Linked DNA regions of Macaca mulatta: region 2 is linked to region 1. Evidence: chromatin contacts called from public Hi-C data. All regions are on one chromosome and are shown on one strand. Each heading gives the region's core, a stretch centred on a gene start, on an enhancer-like site or on the middle of the called end of the contact. The rest is flanking DNA. Distances are from core to core; before and after follow the strand shown.

The links. A called contact is a pair of places that touch in the nucleus more often than the background predicts.
Region 2: a contact with region 1 is called in a Hi-C map of fetal cortex germinal zone, with 1.7 times the contacts expected there. The contact joins the promoter of AKAP7 here to the promoter of EPB41L2 in region 1. A contact is called at or near these places in 2 of 14 Hi-C or Micro-C datasets (cortical neurons and fetal cortex germinal zone).

What each region holds. Positions count from the first base shown.
Region 1 is chr4:36,113,197-36,120,090 of T2T-MMU8v2.0, forward strand. It overlaps EPB41L2 (erythrocyte membrane protein band 4.1 like 2), which reads right to left and starts at 2,390. Exons shown (of 19, transcript XR_013416205.1): 1 at 2,286-2,390.
Region 2 is chr4:36,173,784-36,180,677 of T2T-MMU8v2.0, forward strand. AKAP7 (A-kinase anchoring protein 7) reads left to right here and starts at 4,281. Exons shown (of 10, transcript XR_013416209.1): 1 at 4,281-4,557.

The DNA.
Region 1 (6,894 bases), core at 1,140-3,639:
AGATTTGAAGCATACATACCCAGTTGCTACAAAATGCTCCCTGGCAGTTTACGTTTTTTACAAAAGTTAGGAAAAATTTTACTGAAATTATAGCTTTGTTAACTGATTTTTTAAATCGCTTTTAATCTTAACAATCACCATCCAATGTAAATATCAAGAGTTCGAGGGACGTGGCTCAATTCATCCACAAATTTTCTTTCGAAGGTTTTTGCAAAAAGTGCTCTTAACTACTTGGACTAGTGGTGAAAGATTAAAGAACTGTTATGACTAGGTCTTTCTTACAGAGGGATGTTTTAAAAGGAAAGAAACCGTCCCTTCCCGTTACGCTAAATGAGCAGCCTCTTGTTCTCAGCAGTCTGTCTGCACACAAGACCACTACTGACTTCAGTGGGAATTCTGCCCAAGAAGTGAGGAAGACAGGATAGGATTAAATTAGCGCTAAATCCACACCATTGTTCCAAGCCATTACCAGTTGTACAGTTCTCCAATAACCTCCCAAGAATAGATATCTGAAGTTTGATGGTAGTTCTTAAATTGAATTAAAAGAATGACCACTCGAGCTCTGACAGGTGACACAGCATAGCTCTTTAAAAGTTACGTCAAACTCACAGCCTGATGGATGTACCCCGTTGGCCCTTATCACAATTCAAGATTGCATTGCAATGTAGCCCCCATCAGCGGCTGCAACAGCCACCCAGTGATTTCTCACAGCAATGAGCCTGCAAAGGGAAACTGAATAGGATTAAGCACTATTCGTTCCCCACTGAAACCTGTTCAAAGCTTGAGAATTCTAAATCCTAGCCCTTGCAGCATAGAAATTGACTCAGTTTCCCTCAAGTGCTAAGCCCAAGGTGAAATGTGACAGAATACCAACTGAAATGCTAATTCTCAAGAGCATTATAAAGAGACCACAGAAATAAAGTATTCAGTTGAAAAAAAAAAAAAAACAATAAAAACGGGGGGTGGGGAGGAAATAAAGACTGAAGAAATGAGGGGAAAACCGCGAAAGTCTTTTTTTTAAAACAGCTTAAATAACAGTAACAAGAGGAACAAGACGCCTGGCACACACACGCCATTTCAGAGGCAAGAAGTTCAAGAAACTGGGGAAAGATGTGATTCAGAAATGTGAAAATATAGCCACAGCTTCTCTAGGTTCCACCATCCCTCCCAACCACCCAGGGATCTTAAAATTAGGGGCAGCTGTGGTGTTGATGGGGCAATTCAATGAAAGACTACCCGGGTCAGTAGGGAGGGCTCCATACCCAGACCCCTCCCCAAAATAATAGACTCTAGGCAGGAGTTCTTCTCGCCAAACCTCATTTTATTTAAAAAAATAAAAATAATAATAAATAAATAAACTTGACCTCAGGGGAGGTGAGCGATCTGGAGAAGCATAACTGATGTCCTACCACAGACGTCAGGCTGCTGGGGGCAGCGTCTGCGCCTGGGGATGGGTTCCCCAGACGCCGACTTCAACCCTGTCGCGCTCCTTTAGGTTCTCCTCGTCCTTCCCCGCTGCTGCCCTAAAAATGCTCCCAACCCTCGGCCCCCAGCGCGGGAGGAGAAAAAAACAAGCCATCGGTGGTGAGATGGCCTGGGTGTGGGAACTGTAACGATCCGAGCACGAAACACGCGTCCCTCTCCGCAGCTCCCAGACGGCGCAGGCGGCAGCTGGGGGCGCGGGCGCAAGCCGACGCCGGGCCCGATCCGCACCGCGCGTGGGGCTGGCGCGCCGCCCTCGCCCGGCTTCCCGCAGTCCCCACGCGCGCGGCCGGCCCGCGCTTCCCCTCCTAAAACCCTCCTCCTGAAGGGCGACGCGGCGGCCGAGCCCCTCCCCGCGGGGGGGATGGAGACGGATTTCTCCCGCTGCTGCTCCACGGGGCCCGGACGCGTGACCTGAGCCCACGGCACCCCGGGGGGGACGGCGTCCTCCCCGTGCCCCCGCCTCTCCTGGCTCCGCCAGGACGCAGCCCCGGTCCCCCGGAAGAGGGAAGAGGGGGACCGCGGGGAGCAGCGAAGCCGGGATCCGGCTCGGAGCAACAGGACCCGGACCCCGGGGCAGGAATCAGGTCGGGCAGAGACCGGGAGGGAAAGGAGAGAGGGAGCCTCAGAAAATCCCAAAGCCGGGCCCCCTCTCCCCGCCCCCCATCCCGGTGGGACCGTCCAGCCACCGCTTCCTGCCTGGGATCAGCTTCCCAGCTGCAGCCAGAGGAAAAATCTGAGCCGCCCCTGCAGCCCCACACTGACGAGTTGCCCGGCCCGTGCAGCCCCGCAAGCCTCCTTACCCCGACGCCGCACCTCAGGAGCTCGCTCGCCGCGAGGACCCGTCCCTCTTCGGTCCCAGCCGCCGGCAGCCGCGCCTGCCTCCTCCCTCCGCTAGGTTTCAAATTGAAATTCCCTGGCTGGGGCCGTCAGAGGACTCTGAGCGCCGGCCCCGCCCCCTTGCGGCGGAAGCCCCTCCCGCGCCCCCGCCGGACGAGCCCCCGGCGCGGAAACCCCCGCGGGCGGTCCCGCCCCCGACGCCCAGGCCCCGCCCCTGCGCGGGCGGGAGACCTTTCCCGCGGGATTCGCTGAGGGCTGCCGCGGGGACCCGGGGCTGGAGGACGTCCTTCGCCCTCAGGGCAGCCCGGATGATAGCTAATGCGCCTGGGCAACGCGTTCTCAACTGCGGTTCCTGGCCTTAAATGTCCTCTTAACTTTTAAAAGTTATTTATTCAAAGTGCATTCGCTGACTAAACCTTCATTGAGCGCCTTCGTAGAGGTAGACACTGGAGCAGAGCCTGGAGATGCAGAATAAGGAAAACCGGGTCTCCCTCAGTCTAGAGTGGAAAAAGTGCTTTCACAGAAAGGGCATTGAAAAGGAACCATTTTTTCTTCCTGTGGGAAGGACAGGAGGGGTTGGGGAAACCCCGTGGAGGAAAGGCCTCCCCAGAGTAAGTAGGATTTCTCCGGGCAGAGGCCTGGGAACCTGGATTGCAGAGCATGACCACGGGTGAAGAAGAGTCTGGAAAAAACCTAGTTTGGGGCTAAATTGTGGAAAGCCACAAGCACACACACACACACACACACACACTCTACCCTTCTGGTTCTTTTGTACGATGAGGTCAATATGTTTCAGATTCAACATATTTCATCTTTTCTGAAGGTTTGCGCGTCAAGCTGGTGTCAACGTGTCCAGCTCACTGCCTCCAGCATCTGCCTCACACACACCTCTTGTCCTTTTTACTCCTCCCTCCTTTATTGAGGTCTTTAGTGATTCCACCAGTCACAGCTAAGTCTCCCTTTCTTTCCTAAACAGAACCTTTTCCAAAATTAACAATGTCAAATGAAACCTCAGTAACAATACCTTCTAGTTAACGAAATACATTCACATATTTTATTATCATTTGATCCTCACAATTACCCTACGAAAAAGGCAGGCACGTATTAGCTCCATTACATCAAAAAGAGTTGGGAAAATAAATTATTTGCCAAGGTCCTTCTAGTAAATAATCCAAATAATAATAGTTAAGGCTGATTGTGTGCTTTATGCGCTAGGCATTGTTCTAAGTCCCTTACATGTATTAATTTACTTAATCACAATCCCTTATGCTAAGTATACAAGTTAAATTTTATAAGATGTGCTAAAACAGAGCAGAAATCTGATCAGACAGCAATTCTGGTAAAGGAGACCTGGAAATTTAATGAGAAAATACTATTATTTTCTCATAATAAGAAATATGCAGCAGATTTACAACAAAACTAATGAAACAAGCCAGGATCTCTCATTTTCACAAGACTTGAAACTAACTTTATAATTTTGTATTTCATTTTGTGTTTTTTAAAGAGTCCCTAAAGTCATATAAGCTTTTGGGCCCGTAAAACATTGATCCACCCTGATGGAATCCCTTTAAAATGCTAGTGCAAAATAACATAAATATAGGCATAATTAATTAAATACAATGCCCTTCTCATAAGAAAGGATATGCCTCCTATACTCTCTGTTGAAGTACATGAATCTCTCCTATACACCACATTTTAAGAAGGAATTTTTCCCTCCAAAAGAAAATATTGAAACCTGAATTATAACCATAAATGCGTGACCTTGAAAATGTGGGAACCAGCAAGATTTAGCCTAAAGAGACGATTAAAGGTGATGAAAAGGTTGTCAAATCTCTAAAGGCTATTGTGTGGAAGAAGAATTGAACTCTGTTTTTGGACACAGCCTTACATAGCCCTAGCATTTTAATGGAATGGAACAGATTCAGTGAGGACCTAGCAGGAACTGAGGGTAGAAAAATCAAGTCCCAGGAGCTATAAGGAAGTGAAAAAAACTGATGGAAGGTGGCATCATAGAGATTTTAGCAAACAACAGGTGGTAGTCCAGACAACCAGGGAAGTCTAACAAGAAGAGAAGAGGAGTTTGAACAGAAAGAAGGACAAAGTCCTGGAATAGGTGATATTCAAAGACTCAGGCAGGTGGAAGTACTGTCAGGACTACCAGGCTGCAGTTCAAGGACAGAATGTTAATCCCCAGGAAAACACACTAGAAAGAACAAGATTGAGTCTTCCCACTAGACACACCATAGTAACAGGCAAAGGACTGACGCAGAGAACAAGACAGGAATATAGGTACTAGTCCTGAGAGCTACCACATCCAAATGTACCATAATAGCCTCAATCCTGGGCACTATCTGCAAACATAGTTAGTTTGGAAGTATGGACTAGAAATGTAGCCAGGACTTCCTTAGTGCCTTTACTCACCAACTCACCCCCATAGGCATGGCCCCTGGAAAAGCTTGATCTCACTATATCCATGAGTCATTGTTTTATCTTTGTGCCTTCTGTGTGCCAAGCCCAAACCAGGTTGGAGTGGCTCTGGGTTGAGGACCTGCCCTTCCTTTACATGATCCACAGGCAACAAGACCTGAAAAGGCTCTCTCCTACTATTTCTAAGGCATTCTCAAGCTTCATCATGAATTCATGCAATCCCAGTTCCACTGCCACAGCAACAAACATATCACACAAATGACTGCAGGAGTCACTCTGTCACCTGCCCAACTTTGGCTCAGTTTCAGTTGGGCTACAAGACTCTGCTTTAGTGACTTCAAACAACCGTTTTATTGCTTGTGATTCTCTGGGGCAGGAATTCAAGCAATGCTCAGCTGGGAGGCTCAACTGTGGATAAAGGATCTAAGATGGCTTTACTCACATGTCTGGCAGTTGGTGCTGCCTGTCAACTGGGGGCTCCTAACTTCTCCTCCACATGGACTCTCATCCTCCAGACTCTCTCTCTCCCTCCTCCCTTTGTTTTCTGCATGTGCTTCCTCCCTCCATCCTCTATGTGGCCTATCTAGTAGGATAACACAGACTTCTTTACATGACACCCAGCTTCCAAGAGAACAAAAGCAAATGCTGCAAGGCCTGCAAGGGCTTGACCCAGAAGTCACACAGCATCACTTATGTTCCATTCTGTTGGTCAAAGCAAATCAGAGGGCTAGCCCCAATTCAAGGAGAGGGGTCATAGACTTTGCCTCTTGGTAGTGAGAGGTAAAGACAACTGGGCTTCTACCTAGGGTGGGGACTTGAAGAACTTTTCTGTCTAGCTAAAGGATTGTAAATGCACCAATCAGCACTCTGTAAAATGGACCAATCAGCAGGATGTGGGTGGGGCCAAATAAGGGAATAAAAGCAGGCCACCAGTGCCAGCACCGGTAACCCACTGGGGTACTCTGTCAACGGCATGGAAGCTTTGTTATTTTGCTCTTCGCAGTAAATATTGCTGCTGCTCACTCGGGTTCGTGCTGCGTTTATAGCTGTGACACTCACCCTGAAGGTCTGCAGCTTCACTGCTGAAGTCAGCCGGACCACGAACCCACCAGGGAAGGAATGAACAACGCTGGACCTGCTGCCTTTAAGCTGAGCTGTAACACTCACTGCAAAGGTCTGCGGCTTCACTCTTGAAGTCAGCGAGACCATGAACCCACCAGAAGGAAGACACTCCGGACACGTCTGAACATCAGAAGGAACAAACTCAAGACACACCATCTTTAAGAACTGTAACACTCACCGCAAGGGTCCGCATCTTCATTGTTGAAGTAAGTGAGACCAAGAACCCAGCAATTCTGGACACAGTAGAAGGAGTGGAATGTGTGTACAGTGAGGGGGGAAATTGTTGGCAGACATCTTGTTAGCAATTCACTACAGACACCATGTTTTTCTAGTCTGGTATTCAAGTTGGTCCTCAAGCAACTCTTCACACAGATTTTTTATTAAAAGCATCACAGGGCCTCCTTTCCGTCTAAGTCACACTAAATGATGTCATCTTTGGAAAAGCCAGTCCCAACCATGGCTAATAACAGGTATATGCATCTCAAGCCTGCCAAATTGAGATATTCTCTCAATTGTAGTTAGAGTTTTGCCCCCCCCCACACACACCCCTATTTCATTAGGCTCAATGACAAAGAAAGAGGCATGGAGTGGTTCATTCCCTTAAGCTGGAACATAGTCTTCAGAGTTGCTCGTCATGACATCTCATGATCAATTGCTCCCTAGAACTGAAAACAAATGGTACAGGTCCAATAAAAGTCCAGAAAAGCTACATTTGGAAAGCATATAATATATGTATATTATTTTAGCAAGTGGTGGCACACACCTGTAATTCCACCTACTTGGGAGGCTGAGGCAGGAGAATTGCTTCAACCCAGGAGACAGAGGTTGCAGTAAGCCAAGATGGTGCCACTGCACCCCAGCCTGGGCGTCAGAACCAGATTCTCTCTCTAAAAAAAACAAAAAAAACAAAAAAAACAGAGACGTCAAAAGAGAAGGCTCCAGACTCATTCATAGACATAGTCAAAGCAAAGAGGAGACTCTGAAAAGAGCCTAAAGGGCTCTTTAGATTCCTGTTTTGCAGGG
Region 2 (6,894 bases), core at 3,031-5,530, 62 kb after region 1:
CACACTGCCAAAACAACTGGATTGAAGGGTTTAGTTTTAAGCTACCACACTGTTCCTGTACCACAACTCCACCACCGAGATTTTGAAAAGCCTGAGCCAATTATTTTCTAGAATGTCACACATTCTGGATTGGTCTGATTCTTTCCTCATCATGTTATTTTACTTGTTCCTCTAGCTCCTGTATTTCTGGAAATCTGAAAACTATATTTAAAGCCTTAGCAGCTTCAGGTGAAACATCTATGGCAAGACTACCTTGCCGTGATGCTACAGCTTTCACAGGAGCTTTCACAGGTTGCCTACTAACCATGATAAAGGTGGTGACAACCAGGTTTATTTACATGGAGTAAAAATACGTTCTCGCCTGAGCAATTACCAGGTATTTTGTGGGGGGTAGTATTTTGGCAACTTATAAATATCTCGGTCCACATTAACCTTTCATGTAATGGTTTTAGAATATATTGATGATCTTCGCATCAATCAGTTATCAGTTGTGGTGGCAAAATGGTAATTTTACAATTACTTTGTTTCCTATATTTATTATTGAATATTCTTCTGCGCAAAGCAACTTTCCCATACTACTACTTCTAAAAAGTCATGGTAAATGTTTCTTTCCCTTTAATTTTTAGAGTAAGGAGACTAAGAAATTGTGTACTTGTCACCTCTAATGGTGGCCTACTAGTTTTTCTTCCTCATTTTTTGAATATCATTATGGGTGTATAGATTTTGTACTCAAGTATGTTATTATAATCAGTTGTTATCCTTCTACGATGTCAGATTATCTCCCATTTGCTCAAAGAAAGATGTTTCCAGCTCGTTCTTGTGTTTTTGATAGTCCCCATTTGTCTTTGCTTTTTGGCACAAGAAGATGTCCAAGGTTCACCTTGTACTTCCCTTTCTCCCTGTTATTTCTAAAAGTTCTGTGAAAAATTCCTTTTTCAGACTTGGGTAATTCAAATGTTCCTCCACATGGGAGGTGTTGGTAAGACTCTATATTCATAATACTGGTGGTGAAACATATATGGCATTTGGGCTGATACCTCTGCTGAGGTAAGATAATTAACTTCCATGTATCTCTTGGAACACACCGCAGGGGCAGAAAAATCTTTCTCCTGTCCATTTAGTTCAGTAGGTTGGACTGTGTGAATTAAATTGGCAAAAGACAAATTAAGAGGAGAAAAGGATTACTGCACACGCACATAGATGCTTCACAGGAAAGAACTAAAATCCCAAAGAGACAGTTAGAACTGGGGGCTTCTATATCACTTTAACGATGATAAAGTGTAAAGAGGCTAGACAAAGGAAAAGGGGGCTTAGCCTATTTGTGGTATGGGAAGGTTACTAGAAAATGTATGGGTTTGTTATTCAGGTAAGACTCATTCTCCTCTTTCTGATATGGGTGAGTGGTAAAGCTTTTTTGTTTCTTTGTTTGAGACAGGATCTGGCTCTATTGTTCATGCTGGAGTACAGTGGCATCATCTCAGCTCACTGCAACCTCCACCTCCTGGGCTCAAGCAATTCTCCCACCTCAGCCTCTGGAGTAGCTGGGATTACAGATGTGGGTCACCACCTCTGGTTAATTTTTGTATTTTTGGTAGAGACGGGGTTTTGCTATGTTGCCCAGGGTGGTTTCAAACTCCTGGACTCAAGTGATCCACTAGCCTCGACCTCCCACAGTCTTGGGATTACAGGCATGAGCCACCTTGCCTGGCCCAGTAAAGCTTTAAAAATAAAAATTTATGTCACCTTTACAAAGGGAAATTTATGTCCTGCTTTTCGGCAGAAAGGGGGAGGTCAGAGTTGTTCCTGAGTATTTAGTTTCTGAACTCTTTTCAGTTCAAGATTAATCCTTATGCTGAAGTGGCATATTTGGGGTGGCATATCCTCATCCTCTTCACTATGAATGTGGACCACATTTTTGCAGCTTTTATTTCTGCAGTTACTTATGTTTCTTTCTCTGCTATTGCGTCCGGAATTGGTGGGTTCTTGGTCTCGCTGACTTCAAGAATGAAGCTGCAGACCCTCACAGTGAGTGTTAACAGTTCTTAAAGATGGCGGGTCCGGAGTTTGTTCCTTCAGATGTTCAGATGTGTCTGGAGTTTCTTCCTTCTGGTGGGTTTGTGGTCTCGCTGACTTCAGGGTTGAAGCTGCAGACCTTCACGGTGAGTGTTACAGTTCTTAAAGGGGGCGCATCTGCAGTCGTTCATTCCTTCCAGTGGGTTCATGGTCTCGCTGGCTTCAGGAGTGAAGCTGCAGACCTTCACGGTGCGTGTTAACAGTTCTTAAAGATGGCGTGTCCGGAGTTTGTTCCTTCAGATGTTCAGATGTGTCCAGAGTTTCTTCCTTCTGGTGGGTTCTTGGTCTCACTGGCTTCAGGAGTGAAGCTGCAGACCCTCACATGAGGTGAATGTTCCTGCTCATAAAGACCGCAGGAACCTGAGTGAGCAGTAACAAGATTTATTGCAAAGAGCAAAAGAACAAAGGTTCGGCAGAGTGTAAGGGGACCCGAGCAGGTTGCTCTGCTGGTTGGGGCAGCCCGCTTTTATTCCCTTATCTTGCCCCACCCACATCCTGCTGACATTTTACAGAGTGCTGACTGTTGCGTTTAAAAATCCCTGGGCTAGATACAGAGTGCTGATTGGTGCATTTACAATCCTTTAGCTGGACACGAAAGTTCTCCAAGTCCTCACTAGATTAGCTAGACACAGAGCACTGATTGGTGCGTTTACAGATCTTGAGCTAGACACAGAGTGCTGATTGGTGCGTTTATAATCCTTTAGCTAGACATACGCCTGCATTCCCCAGCCCTTCTGCAGTTGATGGGACTGCACCCCAGGAGCAAGGGTGGCACCCATAGGGGAGGCTTGGGCCGTGTGGTAGGGGCTCAGGCATGATGGGCTGCAGGCCCTGAGCCCTGCCCTGTGGGGAGGTGGCTGAGGCCTGGCGAGAATTAGAGTGTGGTGTGGGGGGACTGGCAATGCTGGGGGACCCTGCACACCTTAGGCAGCTGCTGGCCCGGGTGCTAAGCCCCTCAATGCCCCGGGTCGGCAGCCAGCCTGCCGCTCTGAGTGCGGGATCCTGGAGTCTACCCTGCCCGGAACTCACGCGGGCCCATGAACGCAGCACGCAGCCCCGGTTCCCGCCTGCGCCTGTCCCTCCACACCTCCCCACAAGCAGAGGGAGCTGGCTCAGGCCTTGGCCAGCCCAGAGAGGGGCTCCCACAGTGCAGTGGTGGGCTGAAGGGCTCCTCAAGTGCCGCCAGGGTGGACCCCGAGGTCAAGAAGGTGCCGAGAGCACGAGGGCTGCTAGCACGTTGTCACCTCTCACTATTACATGATCAGCTCCATAAGTAAAAGACCTGTCTTACCTGCACATTCTCAGCACAGAGCTCAGGTATTAAATAAATATTAGGGGAACTGGTTGTACTTTTCTACCAGCCCATAAATGGGCATCAAATACTCAACGTGTTAAAATTATTTGAAAATCAGAGTAACTAGTTTGCTGACTTCTAGTGTGCAGCCTTTACGCCAGCTGTTGTGGCTGTGTAGGGGTCTTTTCTTCCATCCCTATTCTAGGATGCATTCAACATAAGCGAAGTGTTATTACTCACAAAAAGTGCTAATATGTGGACGGATGCACCTAATGTTTTTGTCCCCTGGTTTCTTTGCACTAAAACCAATCCCAATAGCATTCTGTTTCAAGTGAAAGGTTTTTATTTTTTTTTAAACTAAGTAAATTGCTTTTTCTCCCAATTTACTCACAGCAGTACCTTACACTACAAAAACCAGCAACTGGTTTCCTCTTAATGTCTAAACATAACATTGTTAAAAATTAGAGACTTTGTCACAATTTGTATTTTTTAAAGGTAAGGTAAATAAAGTATCTTATTATACAGAATTACAAGGTCTCATTCTTGTACATTTCGCTATTCCCAAATATTCTGCAATCAGAACCCTGATTGCAAAACTAAGTACATGGGTTTTCAAAAGACACCGGGCCAGAGAATTCTTTCATCCTAGTCCCAATCTCGCCCCTGAAAGCGTGGGACAGGAAAGGCTGCGCCACGGGATATAAATGAGGGCTTATAAGGCCGTCGGAGGCCGCGGGGCTCGGGAGGCAGGCAGGACCCAGCGTTGCATTGCAGAGTCGAGACGACCTGGGCTGCCGTGACGCCGCAGTCGCCGGCCTTAGTTTCCCCCGCCCTGCCCGAGCGCGGCCGCGCCTCTCGCTCGAATCCGGGTACCGCCGGCGACTCGGGTCGGTCCCTTCCGGTTGGTTCCGGTGTCTGGCCTGACATGCCGGCGCTGCGGCGGCTGCTGCTGCTGCCGCGGGGGCTGCGGCTTGGGAAGCTCCGCGCTTCCGCAGGCCTGGCCTCCGCTGCCCGGGCCCACGCCGCCTGTTGCTGGACCCCGCCCCGGCCCAGCGCACTACCCTCGGGCCCCGGGCCCCGCCCTGGCCTCAACCTCTCCTCCAGCCCCTGTTTGCGGCCCGCCACCGCCGCTGCCGCCAGCCCATACGCGCCGCCCGCATGCGCCACGACCATGGAGCGCGCCGAAGCGGGTGAGACCTGGCTGTCCAGCGGGCCGGGGCGGGGGCGACAGGAGCCGCGGGGGCTTGGACCCGCTCTGCGCTCGACCTCTGGGAGGGCCTGACCCGCGCCGGCCCTGCTCCGAGTCTCCCTCCTTCCAGAAAGGACTCAGGGTAGCACCGAGGAGCCTGGTGCAACCGAGTGTACATCGGTGTTGCCTGTAGCGAAGCGTTTTAATGCACGCATTGTGGGTCCGACAGGAGGCGGGGGTATGAGCCCATCCCCGAGTTTCACTTTTCTTTTTCCCTTTCTCATCCTGTGACCCTTTGCACAAACTTAATGCCAATACACATTGCTTTTGACGGTGTCGATGTGAGTAAATGTAAACAAAACCTAGTAAAATCTCGATTGTATCTTATATCACAAATATTAAGCACCTGAACCACCATACTGTCTCATTTAGGATTTTCTGCCAGGTTTGAACATGACCAATTTTAAAACTGGCGCCAAGTCTATACTAGCGCCCGGGATGAAATTCCAGTTTGGGTCAGCGTTTGTTGTGAATTGAACTTTGTGAGTGGAGCATGTTAGGGGTTGGACTTTCGGTAAAAGGGACCGCAAACCAATTAGAGAAAAGGTGCTCCTCTGCAAGATTTTCATAGGATAAACTCATACAAGAGTATAAAAAGCATAAAAACGTTAACGTGTGCTATATAAATAGCAGTTAACTCATGTAAATATGTTTACAATTGTTAAGTGAATGGAGTGATGACAGTGAGTTTTTGCAATTAGGAAACGCATGGGAATGGAAATTGTTAAGGAGAAAAGAGCCATACTCCAGTTCCTTAAGTGCCGTGGCCTTGCAATTCAGGATCCTGTTAGCATATCTGTATATTTTCTATACTCATATAAAGTTTAAGATGTTTGTGGAGGTTACTTCCTCCTTTCATCCATTTTCGGACATTATTAACTTATTTTGTCCATTTCTCCTCAATAATTTGGATTGTACTTTTGTTCCCTTTTTATGAGGAGGAAAGGAAAGCCTGGAGGTCAGGTAACTTGTTGATTTCTACGCAGCAGTCAACATTTACTAACGTGTAAGATGTTAATACTATTTTTAGTAGCTAAGCCAGGACTAGAATGGATGCCTTTGGCCCTTTCTAGTTGTTCTTAGGAATAAACTTATTTATTTGTTTTTTTATTTAGAGACAGGGTCTTGCTCTGTTGCTCAGGTTGAAGTGCACTGGCGCGATCATGGCTCACTGCAGCCTGGATCTGCTGGAATCATGCCAACTTCCTGTTTCAGCCTCCCCAAGTAGCGGGGACTGCAAGGTCCGTGCCAACATGCCTGACTAATTTTTGTATTTTTTTTTTTTTTTTTTGTAGAGACGGGATCTTGCCATGTCACCCAGGCTTGAACTCCTGGGCTCAAGCAGTCCTCTCAGAGTGCTGGGATTACAGGTGTGAGGCAACTTGCTCAGCTGGGATAAATTTACTATTTACCTAGTTGAGTGATGAGAGACTTACTTAGCAAAATTGAGTAGTCATTTATTATCCAGATAGGAAACTTGCATTTTGTGTGACAGTGGGCGACTGTCCATACCCTTTTTACACTCGCTCTGTTGCTCAGGCTGGAGTGCAGTGGCACAATCTCGGCTCACTGCAACCTGCGCCTCCCGGGTTCAAGCAATTCCTCTGCCTCATCCTCCTGAGTAGCTGGGACTATAGGTGTGTGCCACCACGCCTGGCTAATTTTTTGTATTTTTAGTAGAGATGGGGTTTCACCGCGTTAGCCGTGATGGTCTGTATCTCCTGACCTCATGATCTGCCTGCCTTGGCCTCCCAAAGTGCTGGGATTACAGGCGTGAGCCACCTTGCCCGGCCCTGTTGGCCTATTTTTGATGAAGTCATTTGCTTCACCTATATTTTAATATTAGCATATATTTAAAGGTATGGTTTTATAATGTACTTAAAATGTATGTATTGTTTTTCTTAGAAAGGTAATATTCAATTTTGAAACGTTTGAATAGCAGAAATGAGAAACATATGAATGTATTCAGCATAGTTGTCAGCATTTACAAGCAGTTTATACTGTTTAGCCTTGGCCACATAGGTGGAAGAAACTTACCTTGAGTCTCAAATGAGACTTTGGACTTTTGAGTTAATGCTGGAATGAGTTGACCTTGGCGGACTATTGGGAAGAGATGATTATATTTTGCAGTGAGATTTAGGTGGCCAGGGGCAGAATGATAATAGTTTTTATGTTTGTCTCCTCCAAATCCCATGTTGAGATGTAATCCGCAATGTTGGAGGTGGGGCTTGGTGGGAGGTGTTTGAGTCATGGGGGCAGATCTCTCATGAATGCCTTG